2 separate regions of the Hordeum vulgare genome follow, and region 2 is linked to region 1. The links are chromatin contacts, called in public Hi-C maps. All regions are on one chromosome and are shown on one strand. The core of a region is the stretch at or near the end of the contact, and the rest is flanking DNA. Distances in the headings are between cores, read along the strand shown.

Region 1 (3,130 bases), core at 183-2,682:
TGGGTTAATTCATGTATTTTGTTTTGTAATTAATTTAATGAAGATGCCTCTATGGAGAGGCCGGTATTATCCTCCTTGAGAAAAATCCGAACTGATCAGTTGACTTCAATCTCAGCACAATGCGATTTTGTACGCAAGCTTTGTAAACATCTCAGCAAACCCGCAGGCTTTAGCGCTGGCAATGCAAGAACAAGTACGAGTGTACGACGCCTTGAAAAACTCAAGTCATTCCATCGAGCACATGGACATCACGCAATGCTCAATGAAAGAAAACAAAATCCTCTCCACGATGACGACGCATCAAAGGACGCTCACACGAGAAACAGTTCGTCGGATTATTATTCACTACTAGACACGACTCAGGCAAGAAGCAGAGCAGGCGCGGCTCAGAGCGCATTGAGCATCTCCTCGGCGCTGCTGGTGGTGAAGGCGCCGCCCTCCTCGAGGTTGAGCACCTTGACGACGCCGTCGTCTGCGAGGAGCGCGTAGCGGCGGGACCGCACGCCTAGCCCCATGGGCTTGTCGGAGAGGTCCATCTCCACGCCCAGCGCGCGGGTGAGCTCGAGGTTGCCGTCCGACAGCAGCAGCACGTCGTCGCCGAGGCCGAGGCTCTCCTTCCACGCCTTCATCACGAAGGCGTCGTTCACCGAGACGCACGCCACGGTGTCCACCCCCTTGGCGCGCAGCTCGCCCGCCTTCTCGACGAACCCCGGCAGGTGCTTCTGCGAGCAGGTCGGGGTGAAGGCGCCCGGGACAGCGAAGAGCACGACCTTCTTCCCCGCCGTGAGGTCGCCGACCGTCACCGTCTTCAGCTCGCCGTCGGCTGGGTCGAAGTAGGAGAGCGTGGCGTCGGGCAGCTTGTCGCCGACCGCGATGGTGGCCACGACCGGGGATGCCGATGCCGCGGACGCCGCGAATCTCCTTTCCCCCGGAAGAACGGCGGCGCGGAGGCGGGCTGGGGCGGCGATGCGGCGGGAGGCGAAGGCGAGCGACGGGGAGGAGAGGACGAAGCGCCTGCCGGCGGCGGCGGCCGACGAGGACAGAGCGGACAGCGACGCGGTGGCCATGGAGGAAGGACGAGGCGATGTATTCGAGGAAATGCTATCTGTTCGGCCTTGGGAAGAGCGTGAGGGTTTCCCTTGGGTTTTGGATGGAAGGAACGGCCGGGTGCGACGTGATAGGTGGAGCAGCGCCAATTTTGGTTGGTTCGTTGGACGCGGGGGCGGAATGGGTGGACGTCGTGCTGTTGCCCTGGATTAGGCAGTCAGCCCAGCACTTGGTTGGGCCATACCTGGCCAAACGGGCTGGCACGGGCCGCTGCAAACGGGCCTCGCACAGCACGTTTACCGATCAGGCCGTGCCATGTTAGCATGTGGGGTGCGCCTTCGGGCCTAGGCACGGCCTGGTTAATAAACGGACCGTATGTTGACCCTGACCCGATTAACACGTTGTGTTGTATATTTTTAGTTTCATGAACTTATTTTAGGTCTATTGATCTGTATATCACACACACACGCACGCACGCATGCACGCACGCACACACACACACACATATATATATATTAAAAAATTAAATATATATAACAAAATGGATCGTGTCGTGTCGGCCCACGTGCCGAGCCTCCAAGCCCAGGCACGGTCCGAGACGTGCTGCGTGCCGTGCACGAGGACGATTAGAGTGTGTCGGGCTGTCGGGCCTGCCCAATTGACACGGCCCATTTGGCCAGGTATGGGTTGGGCCTCTTTCATACTCTCCGTTCGTATTCTTTTTCTTATCAAGATCGCTGCAGTCCTCACCTCCTATGCAGTGGTGCAGGAGGGAGCTCCTAATCGGCGCATTAAGCGCCGATTCGGATAACTAGCGCCTACAACGTCTAGCAATGGTCCGTGGCCAATAAAGTAAATCCACTACTGTTTGCTTTTGCTAGGCTCGTTTGATTTTTTTCGAATGAGATGTGCAATTGTTTCAGGAAAAAGACCGGTTTTGGTTTTTTACAGTTCTGAATATGACGTGTAAATAAAACTATTCATAGATTTATTAAGAAAATAAAAAAATTCATGAATTTGAAGAAAGTTTTGAATTTGAAAGAAGTTCATCAATTCCGAAATAAATTCATTGTGTCTTAAATAGGTCATCGTTTTTGGGAAAAAAAAAGTTCATCAATTTTAAAAGAGTTCATCGAATTTCAAAATTAGCTCATTGTTTTTCATCAATTTTTTAAAAAAAACATCAAATTTGAAAAAAAAACATTAATTTTGAAAAATGTTCATTGAATTTGCAAAAAGTTCATAGTTTAAATTTTTTTGATCAAAACTTAAGATAGTTTATCAAAATTTGATAAATTTCATTGTTTTAGAAAAAACTTAATAAAAACAAAAATAAGAAAATAAGAAAGGAAGAAGAAAAAGCAAATAAGAACCAGACGAAAAACTGCCCAACGAACCAGGGAAAACTGATTTAGACAGTTTTATTCTCAAAACTGGGGGCTTCCTGCAAATAGAAAAGGTATATAAAGGGGAAAAGATATAACTTTTCACATCATTTGAAAAAAATCATATCTTTTAAAAAGGTTCATCAATTTGAAAAAAACTTCATATAAATTGAAAAAAATCATCCAATTTAGAAAAAGTTCATTACATTTTTCAAAAGTTAGAAAAAGTTCATTACATTTTTCAAAAAAACATTTCTACAAGGCGTGGCAAAATAAACAAAATGGATGCTTTGAAAATGCGCATTTTCAGAGTGTCTATATTGTTTATTTTTCCACGCCTTGTAGAAATGTTAGTTCATGCCAAATTTTTGCATGCAGTTAGAACTTTTGTAAAAATTGGCCTAAAAAAACTTTCAGAATTTTTTAAACATTTTTCGATTTTTTTCGATTTTACTGTTCATCCGAGCTCAAATGAGCTCGGGAGCACAAAGGCACTTTCGCTCTAAAATGTCTTATATTTAGGAATGAATGTAGTAAAAGCTAACCACTCGATTAACTATTTGTTAGTGATTGTTCTCAGCGAGAAACTTTTAAGAGTAAAATAGTAGAGGTGTTATTTATTGCGCACTAAATATACAATTTAGTTATTTCAATTATCCGAAAACATGTTCATAGATTTCAAATGAAGTTTACGACCA
Region 2 (3,130 bases), core at 169-2,668, 200 kb before region 1:
TTCCTCGATTGCCGAGACAGGCATTGCGTTTTGCAGGCTGGATAAAAATGGGAAACGGTTTTGATCCTTGCCACCCCTCCCCTGTTTTCCGATCACGGAAACGGAGAGACGTGCGTACGCGCACGCAACATCGCTTGGCCACCGACGGGCGCAAGCAAGCGTGTCAACTGTTACTCCTCCTAAACACGCGTCTGAATTGACTGGACACAAGTGTATAAAGAAACCTGTAAAGAGCCGCACATGGTTAGATTTGCTACTAGGGTGAAACTGAGAATTATTGCCAACCAAATCTCGCTCAGAGCTGGGGCATCGAACTATAATTATGATTTATGAACAGGGAGAAGCCCTGTGCCGTGACGGCGACCGCGAGGCAGTGGCTCAGGGCGACGTGTCTAAAAGACAAGGCCGGTCGGAGGCTGGCACTGCAGAGCGCGGCCCGGGTGTCACGGCTTTTCCGTTGGGAAAAAAACGTAAAGGGGAGTGCGGAGTGAGAGGGAATCCCGGGAGCTTCGAGGTTCGGTTCGTGTGGACGGACGGATGGATGGATTGGGGGTGGGGATGTCACCGACAGGTGAACATGAGGCTCCATAATTACCGAGGCCGGTACTACTGGCGCCACTAGTTGTACTGTTGGACACGAGAGCGGGGCGGGGATAAGATCTCGTCGTCTCACCTTGATGAGGGGGTCCGTGGAGTCGTCCAGCACTTGCACCACCAACCGATCCGACGGCCACGACAGCCCGCACACCGCGCCGATCGACAGCTGATACACCTGCACGTACCACCATGCACGAAATGGGGAAAATAAATGTTAAATGCTACAAGAACCAATGAGTGAGTTAGAACACTGAAGCGGGGGGGCTGGACACTGGAGCTCGAGCGGGGTTGGCGGCAATGGCAATGGCAATGGGGGCGGGAAATGTAGTGGTACCTCCCGCTCGTTGAACATGGGGATCTGGACGAGCACGACGGGGAAGGCGGCGCTGCCGAGCTCCGGGTCGTCGTCCTCGGAGATGGGGTCGCATTTGTACCGCCGCTCCGGGCGGCGGCCGAGGAGCTTCACCCCGACGATGACCACCGCCATGTAGAGCCGCTCGAGGAAGAGCAGCACCGACATGAGCAGGCACACCGCCACGGCCAGCTTCAGCAGCGGCACGATCACCGGCGCCCGCACCTGCGACCACGCGTCCGGCAGCCCCACCGCCGCGTCCATCGCTCGCCTGCTAAGCCCTTGGCCAAAGCTGGATCCCCTCGCCGCCGGCCGGGACGAGGCAATGCCGCGGGCGAGGAAGATTAATGGCGCGCGCGCGACCTTGCTGGCCTAGCTAGAGCAAGCTAGCGCGCCAGGGGCTGCGGGCCGGGCAGTGTGGAGCGAGCTGGGTGGGGGACTGGGGGGAGCTGCTTTGGGGGATGGAGTGTGTGTGCGGGGTTTTATAAAAGGGGTGGGAGGCGCAGCTGCACATGGTAGTAGGGTTTTGTGCGCCATGGATTCCTTCCGTTTCCAAGGAGTGTAAAATGAGTGCGGAATAGGGTACACTCCTACAGCGGCGTGGTGATAAGTAAAGGGCGGGGATTTAACAGTGCAAAGCGAGGCCATGATTTGTCGGGCGGGGGTGAGAATAGATCGGATGGGGTCGGGGGAGGGGAGTGTCGGTGGTGCGCCGCGGGGGTAGGACTTGGAACAAACCGGCTGAGCTCATGTGTCACAGGGTCAGTTAAGTGGTTATTGCTTACGCCGTAGTAGTAGTGAGTTGGCATGGGGTGGGGTGGTTTCGTTTGTGGATGGATGGATATTGTGCAGCTTTTGGGTGGGATTTGCTTTTTGGCCAAAAGGAACGCGAAAGCAAATTAAGAGCAAAGAGGGGAAATTGAGGAATCATGTTCCTAGTAGGACATGATTCTTGTACTGTATCAGGGGGGAAATGCTAACACAAATTGCTGAGGAAGGCGAAGTACAACGTAGGTAAACATGCGCGCACACACACACACCGCAACCTACGCACGCGTTGAAAACCAGAGTCTTGGAGTTCAAAATTGAAAATAATCACATTTATCTTACTATCGACTGAAACATCGCACTCCTCTAAAAATAACACAATGCATCAACATAAACATTTGATGCATTGTGAGTTAGAGTAGAATTAGTCTCATAACCACCTTTTGTCTCCTGAAATAATTGTCTCACATTCACTAGTTAGTACGGTGTGTAATAGTACGCCGGGGAGAAATTCATAGAGCAATAGCAAGTGTGCAATGCTTTCGCTTAAGAAGCATGGGCTCTGTCTCCCCCGCCTACCTAATAACAATGAAAGTCAAGGAAGGAAACTTTCCCCTTTAACATCGTTTTTTGGTAATACTATCCTTCTTTTTATGGATCAAGATACTATTATACTCGTATCTTACTTCGACCAAACTTATTTTCTTTGATAGTTTCATCACCTTCGTGATTAGATCCGATTATTCACCCCTAGTGGATATGTACTTCAACATTGTGAAACATGATATGTTCAAGACTCGCCACGTCTAGCGTTAGCTCGAACGCAGTCGACGGCAATCTTGCGATGGCAGCAACCAATTTCGAGCGTGACATATCGGGAGGATTCGTTGCGAGGAAAATTAGGGAGAAAATAACATCTCGAGATCTTCTTTGCGGAAGATCCTTTCAGAATTGAGGAAGCCATGGGAAAATAGATATCTACTATCCATGTGTGGGCAGTAATGAAGGAATCTAGGAAGGAATTGAGCGGAATAGATTTGTGTATCCACAACACAAGGAAGAAAAGCATTGCAACTGCACCATGTGTCGGATGAAGGACAGGTGTCAGATGCGAAAAAAAAAGTTAACGGTAAGATAATCGTGGGATCTAGGGTTCATTTGCCACATATTAGGAGGAGGATCCACCATATGATCGAGCATCACTAGGAGCAAAGAAAGAATCATCGGAAGTTATGACCCATAGAGAGACCACCAAAAGATCGAGCACAACCATGGTTATAGCTGGCGATCTGAATATGAAGGAATCCCTTGCCGGGGCTGCAAGTGAATCCTTGGAGTCCCGCAGCAACAATGAAACCGGGACTCCCCTCTTTGGAGCTTCCCCGAAGGCAACAAACTGCAATGAGGACGAAA

What was found. A called contact is a pair of places that touch in the nucleus more often than the background predicts.
Region 2: a contact with region 1 is called in a Hi-C map of leaf, with 2.6 times the contacts expected there. The contact joins the promoter of LOC123401532 here to the promoter of LOC123403884 in region 1. A contact is called at or near these places in 1 of 6 Hi-C or Micro-C datasets (leaf) and 1 of 1 datasets of contacts at active chromatin or transcription factors (embryo).

What each region holds. Positions count from the first base shown.
Region 1 is chr6H:158,446,415-158,449,544 of MorexV3_pseudomolecules_assembly, reverse strand. It overlaps LOC123403884 (peroxiredoxin-2E-2, chloroplastic-like), which reads right to left and starts at 1,432. Exons shown (of 1, transcript XM_045097796.1): 1 at 112-1,432. The coding sequence starts at 1,067. The coding sequence ends at 387.
Region 2 is chr6H:158,649,820-158,652,949 of MorexV3_pseudomolecules_assembly, reverse strand. It overlaps LOC123401532 (glucomannan 4-beta-mannosyltransferase 1), which reads right to left and starts at 1,418. Exons shown (of 9, transcript XM_045095360.1): 1 at 932-1,418; 2 at 674-772. The coding sequence starts at 1,213.